3 separate regions of the Danio rerio genome follow, and all the other regions are linked to region 2. Evidence: chromatin contacts called from public HiCAR-type and Micro-C data. All regions are on one chromosome and are shown on one strand. The core of a region is the stretch at or near the end of the contact, and the rest is flanking DNA. Distances in the headings are between cores, read along the strand shown. Region 1 overlaps jarid2b (jumonji and AT-rich interaction domain containing 2b). Region 2 holds the start of jarid2b (jumonji and AT-rich interaction domain containing 2b). Region 3 holds the start of pard6gb (par-6 family cell polarity regulator gamma b).

What was found. Hi-C and Micro-C count contacts between places; a contact is called where the count stands out from the background. HiCAR-type assays count read pairs that join an accessible place to other places.
Region 1: a contact with region 2 is called in a HiCAR-type map of caudal fin, with 7 times the contacts expected there. The contact joins the enhancer-like site here to the promoter of jarid2b in region 2. A contact is called at or near these places in 5 of 18 Hi-C or Micro-C datasets (caudal fin, embryo, skeletal muscle and 1 more) and 3 of 4 datasets of contacts at active chromatin or transcription factors (caudal fin, embryo and gastrula embryo).
Region 3: a contact with region 2 is called in a Micro-C map of caudal fin, with 5 times the contacts expected there. The contact joins the promoter of pard6gb here to the promoter of jarid2b in region 2. A contact is called at or near these places in 2 of 18 Hi-C or Micro-C datasets (caudal fin and embryo) and 3 of 4 datasets of contacts at active chromatin or transcription factors (caudal fin, embryo and gastrula embryo).

Annotation. Positions count from the first base shown.
Region 1 is chr19:28,546,094-28,550,385 of GRCz12tu, reverse strand. All of the region lies in intron 6 of jarid2b (jumonji and AT-rich interaction domain containing 2b), which reads right to left. Among named protein-coding and RNA genes, the nearest start is that of dtnbp1b, 100 kb to the left of the region's middle. Within about 2 kb of position 1,750, at least 20 of the 62 cell types and tissues checked have an H3K27ac peak or open chromatin away from gene starts, as enhancers often do. A contact at or near this core is called in caudal fin and skeletal muscle, where this site is marked.
Region 2 is chr19:28,384,411-28,388,849 of GRCz12tu, reverse strand. It overlaps jarid2b (jumonji and AT-rich interaction domain containing 2b), which reads right to left and starts at 3,150. Exons shown (of 18, transcript NM_001202459.1): 1 at 2,645-3,150. The coding sequence starts at 2,689.
Region 3 is chr19:28,185,770-28,190,403 of GRCz12tu, reverse strand. It overlaps pard6gb (par-6 family cell polarity regulator gamma b), which reads left to right and starts at 3,139. Exons shown (of 3, transcript NM_212563.1): 1 at 3,139-3,226. The coding sequence starts at 3,155.

The DNA.
Region 1 (4,292 bases), core at 501-3,000, 160 kb before region 2:
TACTTCTGGCCAATTCTGAAGAGTGCATCTGATGCACGCTGTACTATCCCATTATTCCCCATGAGAGAATTCATGAATGTGAGTCAAAGGAGGCAATTCACACAGGTAGGTCATGTAATTATGACAAAATGGTGGATACAGTATGTCCGAGTTCCTTTTCACATTCATACGACATAGAACAAACTTTTCTAAAGACCAAGTAGTACATTTAAATCAAATGCAGTACCTACTGAGTGGTAGACGGTTTCGGATGCAACCAATATTTTGAATAAAGCTGTAATCATTGACATTCATAGTAAAAAAACACTATGGAAGTCCATAGTTAAGGGTTTCAAGCCTTCTTCAAAATAATGTCTTTGGTCTTCGACAGAAGAAAGAATTTCTAACAGGTTTGCTACAAGTGAAGGGGCTGTAAATAATGACTCAATTTGAATTTTTGGGTGAACTGTCTATTTAATTTATAATGATGCAGTCGGATATGAAAACCATTCTTGCATATTCGTGGTAAATATATTATTGGGCAAGTACCAATTTGAGACTCTGGTTTTAAATCTAGCAAAAAGGCTTGTTCTTTCTGCATTACACTGGCAAGATTTTTAGGTTTGTGTTTTCTTGTTATTTTTTTACACTATTCCTTGTCTCACAGTGTGAATTTTCCACCTGATAGCAAAGAAGCCATTTAATTGTTCCATTTGACTACTTGATGTGGCCCATTTTGATAACTTCACACTTTTGAATAGGCCATTAGATGTGGAGCCACACCCTCCCTCATTTTCCTCTCTTTAAAGTCACTGAACACCCTTAACGAGAGTCTCTGTTGTGGGAACGGTGTCCAGACTGTGCTGATCTCGGAGCCAGAGGTTTGCTGTCGGACAGGCGAGGAGATTGCTGAGTGTCTTTGAAGTAAGACATCGGCTGTATTGTATTCCAATCAGGTGCAGCCGCACAACAAAGAGAGGCTATTAAAAGATAAGGGGGACTGAAATGTGACCTCCTTCATCAATCGTTTCCTCTTGTCGGCAGCAGGAAAAAAAGAACTGCAGGAGGGAGAGGGGGAGAATATAAAAGAAAGCGACAGACTCCAGCCCCAGAGGCAGGCATGATGGATGCTCTCTGCAGGTAGAGTAAGCAAATGTAGCATGATGTCAGCTGCGGCCATGTCTATGAAGCACCCCCGTCATCATACCCGCCCTCTTTTGAAATAACACGTCAGTGGTCTATGGCACGCCTTATCCCATCTGCAGGGCTCTGAGAGTGCAGAATGTGATGGTAATGATAATCCCACTCAGCATAACGCTGGATGCTGAGCAGAGCTTGTCCCGCGTCTGGCTTTGTGTGTATTGAGCATCATGACCACTAGAGGGCTCACTGAGCCCAGAACTCTGCCTGAGGGGGCAAATGAGCCCTGCCACATGCTGCCAGCTATTATTTAGACTGTCTGAAAAGGTGGAAGAGAGAAAGTGAGGAAGAAACCACGCAAGCAAGAGAATACAGGTCAATGGACTGTCCCCAGTGGGCAACCCCCTGAAGGGGAAACGAAGAGCAGGCTGGAGGAAACAGGGAAGAAAACAAGGAAAGAGAATGGAAGGAAGGATGGAATAGTTAAAGGTTGGCTGGCTAGAGATGTGCAATTAAACCCGTTTAACAGCCAGGAACAATAACAGGAGAACCCACACAGACAAGAGGCCAGGCCAGCTTTTTGAAGTAGATCTTGGACTCATGTGAGCATGAGGGAGGACAGATGACATCATGTGTTGCTATAGGCCAGATGCAGCACAGCACAAGATTTAACTGAGAACATCTGCAGCGCTGTAGCCCACACCACACACATACACACTACATTTTAATCTATCCGTTCAGACTATGAAGTTTCAGAAGTGTCCTTTGGTTGAACATGTTTAGGAGGAATTTCTAAACTTTTTATCTATCCATAGTATTAAAACAGAATATACCCACATGTCCAAAGCTGTGTATTCTAAATATTTGTCCTATTACAAGCACTTTCACTAGTTCAGAAAAGACACTGTTAACTTTGTTTGTTACATGGAAAACTTATAATAGCTCGTTTGTGGAAAAAATTGGACAATGGTTGCGGGAATTGTTTTATTGTTTGGCTTTAGAAAAATTAACTTATTTGGTCAAGAGAAAACCTGAAAAGTTTTCCAAAATTTGGAATCCCTTTGAAGGTTTCCTGAAGTAAGCTGATGCAAATCTTATCTCTGTATACCTTGTATTACCAGCTATTAATTTACCATTGTAGTTATATGATGTACCTTTATATTGTATGTGTATTTACATGCATTTATTTATATGTATAAGTGTATATACGTGTGTGTATATGTATAGATTATTTTTATTATAATTTAGGTGATCTGCTTGAGGTAGATCAATTTATTTTTAGGCTTTTGATGAAGTAGCATTCAACTTAAGAGCCCTTTAGACCATGCACTGTGTTTCTCCGTGTTTTGCTGGTAATGTCTTTAAATACATTTTTTTAGGACTATTTAATTATTCATTTATTATTTGTGTGCAATAATTATAATTTACATAAAAAATTTAATTAAAAAAATTAATTAACATAAAATGAGATCGTAAAATCCAATCAACAACGAAAATGCAAATGAAAACTGTAAATGAAAACATAAATGGAAAAAAAAATTTTGTGCATTGTAAAAACGGCTAAAATCAATAAAGAAAGCTAAAAAAATTTTATTAAATTCAAAATTTAAATAAACTATTTTTGATTGGGGAAAAAAAAATCAGTTTGGATGGTCTCTACAGATTAGGCACATATGTTATATACATGTAGCAATAGTTCAACCAAAACTAAAATTCTGTCATTATTTACAAAATTGTTTCAAACCATTTTATTTAATTTTTTTATGTTTCTTCTACACAAAATTAGCTTAAAAGATAGCTGAAAACCTGCAACCATTGACTTATAAAGTGTTAAAAAAAAGGTTTGGAACCAATTGAGTTTGAGTAAATAGTGACTAAATCTTCATTTTTTTGGTAAACCATCCATTTAATTCAACTTCATTACCATTTTACACTTTATAGTAACATATTTCTATGAAAAAAAAAACACATCTAAAATTTCTGCTGTCTTTGGAGACAAACTCCAAACACCACAGCCAAATATCTAGCAGTTAAAAGAACAGGAAATCTTCAAAGAAAAAGAAAAAGACAAAAAAAAAAAAAAAAATCAAAAAGACTCCTTAATGTAACTGCCATGGATAAAATGAAATAAATAAATACAGCTGTAACTCACTCTAACAATTAACACACAAATCAGTTTAATAAAAATGCTGCTGAACCTGTTCTGCACCTGCTGTTAGCAGCAAGAGAACACTCTAGTTCACAGATCAAGTAAAGCCAAACACTCTAAAGCCAAAATAAATACATAAAGTCCACAATAAAAATAATAAATCCCTTCTCCCACTGCCTTTTTATCTCTCAAAATTATTCCATCGATATACTTTATATATTCCCACTGATGGAGGAAGATACTGTACACCTATAGTGTGTTACTAAATGCGATCAATTTCCAGAGTTGCTCGATACAAAAAATAGAAAGCAGCATGATAAACATTCAAAGCATGTGTAATCGGTTATGCTCATGTCATGGCTCTTTAACACATGAAAATTGGCTTTAAAAAGAGAGACAATAAAAAGAAAAAGAGCGAGAGAGGGAGAGGTCAACAGCTGTCTTGTAGATTGTCATAGTTTTGCAGACTATGCCACATTTATCATCCCTGTTTATTGTTTTAAGTATAAAAGACGAGTGGTAAAGTGTTTATGTGCGTGTGTCAGTATAATAACAGGCTTTATCCGACTCAAGGGTTTAACATGGCATCAGTCATTAAACCACCACTTTTAGGTACTACTGCTACAACATGAGTGCTAAAATACATTGGACCTATACTTCTCATACACATAAGAAAGGTCATTTTGATTACATGGACAAAACACTAAGGCAGCGCAAAAAAAAAAAAAAAAAAATCCTGTTTATATGCAACAATGTTGCGTTTTTTTTTTTTTTTTTGGAAAAGACAGGAAGACCAATATCTGTATTTGAATTAATAATTGTAATTGTTGAACGAACTAGAAATGAAGACGTTATATAAAAAATGCAGAAAGTCCTGGTTTTAGTGCCACAAGTTGACAGTAAGAGATTTACACTTAGGAATTCAAGTACCGTAATTGGTTCTGTGTCCCAGTCAAAAGCATCGGAATAGCCCTTTAGATTTAGTAAGCAACAATTTAACATTATTAAGCATATCCTGGTTTTA
Region 2 (4,439 bases), core at 1,901-4,400:
ACGACCTCGTTGAGAGAAGCCATTAAAGGGGCTCGTCTGAAAGCAGAAGTGCCTACTTGCCCCCCTTCTGCTGTTCACACACGTCTATCAATCAGGGATGGTCTAATTGCATTTTCTTGTTTGCTCTTATTAACATCTATTATCATATTTTTTTCTCCCTCTCTCGTTTTCCACTAAATGAATTTTAATAATATTCACAGCACATGTGAACGAAAATGGGGCAATAAAAAAAAACGGGGGTGGGGGGGGTGTCCCTTGGACTCATGTTCCAGGGGATATGGTTAAGCCAAGCATGTATAATTGTCTTACGCTAATTAAGGGGAGGCAGAATGCAAGGGGCCAAGAGTTGTGCAGGCCCAGGGGACAGATCCTTCAGGTTGTTTTTGTTGTTTGCCTGACCAGATTTTAGCACAGCTGTCTGCACTGCACAGATGTGACACAAACAGCCATGTTCGAAATGGTTCAGGTCCATTCTATACACCCTACATATGACCCTAACCATGCATGAGGTGTGGTCTATACAAGACAGAGCAGACCCCAGTCTGAGATGCAACAGAAAGTCAGACTTTATAAACAACAGTATTTCAAAAAGGAGAAAGAAAAAACACACATTTTAACCAGTTATTTTCTTTGACATTTCTTTAGAACTTTATACAACAGAGTAAAGAAATAAATCCAAACAAGAGTCCAAGCAAAATAATTAGAGCTGTGCTTGTCATAATATGTTTTCCTCAAATACTTTTCCTTTTTTAAATGTCCAACAAAAATGCAGTGACTTAAATAATATTTTTCATAAATCAGACAATCTGTGTGAAAAAAAAAAACAGAACAGAACAACACTTTGTCAAGTTATTTTAGGATGGCTTTTAAACTTTTACCAGTACAGGGGTTTTAACTGAATCAGTCTTCTCAAGAAGTACAGCTACCACGTGGCCCAAGACTTCTGTTGTAATCACTTTCATTTCCCTTGTCAATCAACAAATTTGTAATTGCGTCACATTTTTGTAAGCCAACGTGACAACGAGATGCTGCACTAGTACAGTACAACAACAAAAAGTAAAACGATTTCCATAACCTTTACATAAAGGGATAAATGGCACAGATAACGTGCTTGGAAACTGCCCCCGTTTTGCGTCATCATAACCTTAAAGCTTTGCCATGTTGGTTTTACTCACGCTAACCTGTTGCTGATGAAAATAAAAACTTAAATATTAATACCGAATCACTAAAACATATTTTAAATCGATATTTAGCGATTAAGCTCAAATGTGACTCTTAGGGAGGAAAAGTTATAAATAATCGAGAGCACGTGACAAACCTACTTCACACAACAGCAGACAAAAATTGGCTGCACGAGCTAACCCTTTCACGCGCTGGAGGGAAATTATTTCTTAATGTTAGCTTGATTTGAGAAGATCTTAGTTGATAACATGGACACTGAAAAATGTAACAGTCTCGCAAACTACGAAAAACAAACTCCTTAAATAACGTTACAGGTAAAGCGCCTGGAAACTCTGGTAAGGAGGCAGTTCTTTGAGGGTTAACCGAGAGAGGTTTGGTCGGCTGTCTCTGAGGAGACTCGGGCTTTTGTTATGGTAGTCTTTCTTAATTCCGCTCCCGAGTAAAGTAAATCACCAGCCAGAAAAGTTCAAGCCTTATGTAGTGCCCAGTTCTCCAACATTTCTACAAGTTCGCCGGTTCACTAACCTATCGTAGAGGAAATGTTAAAATGGTCGTTTGCTTTACACGCGAGCCTCTGCAATGCGACTGGATATATTCTATAAACGACATCCCATGTGCTTAATAAAATCTGGTGTGTAATATTACGATCGGTAAGCATTTAATGGCTTATATAGCTTAAAACGTGCAGAGACTCATCGAGTTAAAGGAGACAAAAAAACGTCTTTCAGGGAAAGCAATCCCCCATATTAATGACTAAGGTCGTGTATTCATTTTAATATGTTAAGACTGAGGACAATCCTCTCTTCTGAATCTTAATAAATGAACTTTACATCTGCCACCAATTTAAAGCCTCCTCTGTCGTCAAGGGCAGAGGAAATACTTTCTTTGCACAGTTACTTTGAGAACATTAAAGAACCCATTGCTTACACTTAAAGAACGTTACATCCGAAATAAACAAATGGGTGATGCCAGGGGAGTTGGGACAGTTGTTTTTATGACTTGTGTCTTTTTGCAGAATCCTGCTCGTGAAAACAGATCCCAGAATAAAAGAGGGCGATGTGGTTGTCCTCGCCGCTTGGAGACTTGAGGCATAGAAGAGCAAACAAAGCCATTCTGATCACAATAACATTAATTTGACACTGGAGTTTGCCAACAACAACAAAACAAAACACGTCCAGGTTTACAAACGAGTTTTGCAAGCTTACATCTGTCGTGCAAAACAATCATCGCCAATGATGATTTCAGAGTAAAAGCAAAAGAAAATAGGCGTCCCTGGAACTTCAGAGGAAGCCCTTTAAATCTATTGAAGTGGTGTGAACATAGTGTGATGCATTTATTTCGTTTTCAAAGCCAGACTTGGCACAACAAGAGCCATCCGTGATCAAAGTTTACGCATTTCACATCGACACAAAGACCATCGAACAAACTTAAGATCAGCCGCATACGAAAGATCAACACTTACGTATTTCTTCTGAATGATATTCCTCTTAGGTCTTTCCTTGCTCATTCTGCAATCCAAAATGATTTATTGTTAAGCAGAGAATCGCCACATGAATTTTCTTCCTGCTTCTCTTCTCGTCTCCGATTTAAATCCCCTGTAGTTTGCCTGGCTGTGCAGAATTCCCTCTTCGATCGCCGAGGATTCCTTGTAGAATCGCGGAATTAATAATCCCAAAAATTAGGGACCCATCGCCAAGGATAGAGGGCAAAATAAACAATCACATCGGCACACCATAGTTAAAAGCATTCGCCACAATAAACTTCCATCAGTGATGTTCATCCCGGCTCTTTAAAACATGTAGGTTCATTCAAGTGAGGATGTAATTGTTCGGTGGCCAGTTACATCTTGTTTTTAAAAGGCATATCCAATGGTAGGATGAAATAAATACAATTTAAAAAAAAGGAAAAGGGTTCGTTTTGGCTGGAGCTAGCAGACAGTGAGTGAACTCCAGCAGCACCACGGGCTCTTGTGAACACAAGGCGACGCTTCTTTCTTTAAGCAGCCTATCACACCCCACAGCACGCTCAGCGGTAACTTTAAAGAGCTTAGGGAGCGTCGCAAAATAACCACGAGCACAGAAACGAACACAACTTCAGAGTTGGCGAATAAATGAATGGGCGATTCAGTCACAAAGGATTTTTATGTATTATGGAAGTCATTCAAATGACGAACTCGAGAGCAAAAAAAAAAAAAAAAAAAACCTGATTGGGACATCCCTATTTTAAAGAAATCTGAAAATCTGTAACCATTGACTTTCATTGCAGGAACGAATATATTGGAAGTCAGTGGTTACAGAATTCCTGATTTCTTCTAAATATAATTTCATTCAATGGAAGAAAGAAACTCATAAAGGTTTGGAACAAATAAGAGTGAATAAAGGACACTTAAAAAAACTGTATCATTCAACTTTCCTCCCAAACACTTGCAGATTGGTTTAGTTGGCATTACAACTATTATGATATACTGTAGCATCATACTATGTTGCAACTCAAAAACAAGATATTTAGGGTACATTTACATGAAAAATATTGCTTCATGACTTTGAAAAGTTTTACATACAGACTACAACTATGTTAAGCTTTGCACACATGGGGTCCTGTAGACCAGAGGTGGGCAAACATTTTTTTTAAGGACTAAAAACATTCTTGGTTGAGGGTTGTGGCACGAAGGTAAATAAAGCAGTATTTATTTTTAAGTGTTTATTTCAATTTTTTTAATTACATTTATTTATTAGTATTCAAAAATAAAAAAGCAAAAATAACTAACAATATTACCTAATGAATTGTATAGTTGTACATCTTATAATGAATTTATTAAAATAAAAACAATTTTATATCACAATGGAGTTCAATGCTGTAAATGCTAGTCAAGTTGATGAGGTCTTGTGCATTGTCCTCTACCTGCAAGGTGACAGTATTTACATTTAAAAAATCTGATTAATTTACAATATTTAATTTCAATTGTATTATTTATTTAGATTTTAAAGCTTAACAATAAAACCAACAAATTGTTAAGTTAAATCAGAAATGGCATTATCTGCTAAATCTATATAATTAAATACCTGTCATTCTTCCTTTCTTCTCAGATGGGACCGTGGGCCAAATCAAAGTTACCATGGGCCAACTATGGTCCGCAGGCCCATGTTTGGGCATCTCCGCTGTAAACCCTTTCCATGCACACATGGGTGTTTTAAAAACTACTCCTTTTGTATGCCATTTTGTCATTTGTCTTCTGAAACTAAACCACTTTATAAGCT
Region 3 (4,634 bases), core at 1,890-4,389, 200 kb after region 2:
ACTGTAACAGCCTCTTTACTGGCCTGACCAAACGGACAGTCGGTTGCAGTTCATCCAGAACGCTGTGGCCAGGATTCTAACCAGAAACAGGAAATCAGAGCACATCACACCTGTCCTACGGCCTTTACACTGGCTCCCAGCTACATTCTGAGTAGATTTTAAAGAATTACTTGTTTATGAATAGCTAAATGGCCTTGGACCTCAATACATTACAGATATGCTCACTAAATACAAACCTAACAGATCATTAGGATCAAGTCAATTAGAAATTCCAGGAGTACTGCTGGAATCAGCTTCCAGAAATGATCAGATGTGCTCCAACATTAGGCACATTCAAATCAAGACTGAAAACACATCTGTTTAGCTGTGCCTTTACTGAATGAGCACTGTGCTATGCCTGACACATCACACATTATGTCTTTCTTTTCTTTTTCATTCTTTTATAACTTGTTTTAACACAATTAAATCTGTTTTTATCTGTTTTTAATAATCTGTTTTCTTATACTTGTTTCTTTTATTCTGGTTCATTTAAAGCACTTTGAATTATCATTGTGTATGAAATGTGCAATATAGGCTAAATAAACCTGCCTTGCCTTGACATACTTTAGTATATAACTGTATTACATTTTTATAATGTTACATCTGCTTTGAAACAGACATGAAACAGACTGGGTGCGTGAAAGAGAAAATATCCCGCATAACACAACATAAGTAGTGATGAAGTATAAATAGCACAGCGCCAGTGTGCAATTCAGAGGGTTTGGTTTGGACCTTTCTAGTCTGCTAACTGCTTGTTTGTTTTCACGGTGCAGCAGTGACACCTATTGGTCAATAAGAGAACAGTAAGTAGCCTACAGCATGTCAAGTGGTTGACAACTGATCGCACGTAGAAATTCAGTTAAAATCTCGCATTTTTGTCATTCTTGCTTAACTAACCAAAAAAAAAAAAAAAAAAAAAACACTTTGCTACACTTTATTAAACGTCTTAAAGTAATATGTAGCCTAAATGTGTTTGTCTGGGGATAAAAGCATCAATAGATATCTTCACAAACGTTGAGTGAGCTCCTGCTCCAAGGAGGTTTTAGGTAGTCGTGAGATCACGGACAAACATAAACATGTCTTTTTTATTGACCAGTGGTATGTTTGTCTGAGAAGTTACTAAAAAAACATTCCTGGGCACATCAGCTGTCGGGCACCGGCGCCTCAGAGCCGCTTCCCTGGAATGCCGCACATCCAGACATTCTGCATGAACGCCAGTAATGTTACCAGCAGCTTCTAAAAAGGCCGGGGAACTTATAGTCCCTTTACTGTACGCCATGTGAAATTCATATGCATAGGCTATGTGAGAGTTGGTTTGAAGAACTTTTCAAATCATACTATGGCTAAGGAGTATGGTTCATGAATATTTATAACGTATTGTTAAAGTTGCTTAGTAACCTTCTGAGTGTTCCATCACGTGATCTTATTAATAAACATAAGCCATGCCTTCGCAAAGAAAGGCAATCGATTCTTTTCGAAGGAGAATAGCTTGTTTCTGCTAGATGGTCTGTCTAGTTATATGTAGGAATTGTTTTTTTTCTGTTTTATATCTAAAAAAAAATAAATAATTTATTTTTATTGTGCTACTTTATTATTACAATTTCTTATTTGTCTGAAAACAGACTAATCTGCAAATTGTCTCTTTAAGATCAGTATTGTTTTTATACATATACAGAAGATTTTTTTTCTGAAATCATGGCATTGGTGTTTTATAAAATGCAAGCCAACAACTGGCACTTTGGGAATAAAATAAATTTAAAATAAATTAAAAATTAAATTAAATTAAATAAATAAACAAATATAGTAAAAAATACAGGTAGAAAACTAAAAAGGCTCAACTAATACCGGGGCGACACAATGGCTCGGTAGTTAGCACTGTTCCCTCACAGCAAGAAGGTCGCTGCTTTGTTCTCTCTGTGTCCGTGTGGGTTTCCTGCGGATGCTCCGGTTTCCCCCACAATCCAAAGACATGCGGGTATAGGTGACTTGAATAAACTAAATTGGCCGTAGTGTATGTGTGTGTATGGATGTTTCCCAGTAGGCAACTTGGTTACGGCTGGAAAGGCATCCACTGTGTAAAACATATGCTGGATAAGTTGGCGGTTCATTCCACTTTGGGGACCCCAAATGAATCAAGAGACTAAGAAGCAGGAAAATGAATGGATGAATTAATTAATGGCCAAAATATATTATTATTATTATTATTATGTTTGTTGTTGTTGTTGTTGTTGTTGTTGATTCATTAATTAATAATTAATTACTTTTATTTATTATTGTTCATAGATCCTGGCTGAGTAAACACAACATTTCATTTTTTTGTGACTGTCCCTTTATTTTTACTTTTTAAATTTTAATTTCATGTATATTATGAATAAAAATATACAACCACAATAAGACAGATATAAGAGAGGAAAATACATTAACTGCAGAGAGAGAAAGACTAACAAAACAAAGAAGGGGGTAAGTAAATCACAATTGAACAAAAGTGTATGAAAATAAATAAATTAAGAGCATTACAGAAAAGCTATCTAACTCAAATCAGAATCAACAGCGACAGTTCTTCATATAGTACCAAAACTCGGACAGATTTTTGTTGTTTTGTTGTAAGATTTGAGCTGAGCGTCAACTTCAATCTGAAAATGTCGAGAATTTAGGATTGAAGCCATGCATCTTTGTTTATGCATGTAAAAATGTGACTGTCCCTTTAATCAAGAAATCAACCGCATCACCTTATCCCGCTTACTAACGTTCGCTTTGCAGCCAATCAGCTACCTCTAAGGAAGACCATCGTTACGTAATTAATATTCATAAGCCAAACCCTCACCGTAGTAGAATTAGCAACCCGTCGGAGACAGAGCGATGATGTCATATGTGAAAACTTAGCCCACTCCCCCTAGTGAGAGGTACTGATTAGTCTTTCACATAATTTTCTGCAGAAGTTTTGTGAAGTGACCGAGACACCGCGCGACCTGAAGTTTAGAAAAACTGTCGCACAGCCTCAGTGGACTGATTTTTTTCCTCCTTTGGAAAGTGAACATTGGACGTTCAATAACGGGACAGGCTTATAAATCGAGCCCATCACCCTGGACGGGCTGAAAAGTTTCAAGCGAGCAAAATGAACCGGAGTTTTAATAAATCACAATCTTTGCGTAGCTTGAACATGAACGCGGTGGAAGTGAAAAGCAAGGTGAGTTGAATGTGCAGCGAAAACTATTTTACGAGAATAGTTTAGTTGCAGAGTTACACGATGTTGTGTTTGGATGGGAACAGAAGGAATTGCTAACTTTGGTTAGCCCATGTCAGATTTATGCTATATGAGGTACTCGGATGAATCTTTGCATAATTGTGATTTTTTTTCATGTTTATTGAATCATTTTCAAATGTTTTCCTCTGTTGTAGATTATTATTTTGTAACTTCTATCTTCTCAAGTAGAATCAATTACGTTACAGAACAGCACTGTTTTTGACGCTGGAACTGTCACATCATTGAACAGTGTTTATGTTTTTTTATTATTATTATTACTTAAAATGTCCATAAGGACATTAAATTACTAAAAGGTTCAAGCAAATCTAGTTATAGCAATGGTCAGGATGCAGCATGTGGCTTTCAGATGGGATTTGTTTTCTGCTTGAGGTTTCGCGCTTCTCTCTGATGTTTTGTTTGTCACTCACAACAGGTCAGGTTAGGTTAAATACTGTCTTCATTAACAGCTATTCGAAAATAGCATCTAAACAACACAAGGGCATATTTACACATTTGACAGGATCAAACACGAGAGCTGATTCATTGGGATGGGCTCATTTATTTGTGTCCGTTGGACAAAGTGATATTTTGCTTCTTTTATTGGTTTACATGTTGCATATACAACCGGTTTACATTGGTGTTGCATTAATATCTATCTATCTATCTAGCTAGATGTATGTCTCTGACTGTCTGTCTGTCTTTCTTTTTGTCTGTCTCTCTGTCTATCTATTTATGTCTGCCTGTCTGTATATCTGCCCGTCTGTCTCTGTCTGTCTGTATATCTGTCTGTCTGTCTGTCTGTCTGTCTGTCTGTCTGTCTGTATACTTGTCTGTCTGTCTATATATCTGCCTGTTTGTCTGTCTCTGTATCAATCTATATGTTTGTCTGTCTCTCTATCTGTCTATCTATCTATATATGTCTGTCTCTCTGTCTGTCTGTCTATCTATCTCTCTCTGTCTATCTGTGTCTATCTATTTATATGGCTGTCTGTTTGTCTGTCTATCGATCTATATGTCTGTCTGTCTGTCTATCTTTTTGTCTGTCTCTCTGTCTATCTATTTATGTCTGTCTGTCTGTATATCTGCCTGTCTGTATATCTATCTATCTATCTATCTATCTATCTATCTATCTATCTATCTATCTATCTATCTATCTATCTATCTATCTATCTATCTATCTATCTATCTATCTATCTGTCTGTATATCTGCCTGTCTGTCTGTCTGTCTGTCTGTCTGTCTGTATACTTGTCTGTCTGTCTATATATCTGCCTGTTTGTCTGTCTCTGTATCAATCTATATGTTTGTCTGTCTCTCTGTCTATCTATATATGTCTGTCTCTCTGTCTGTCTG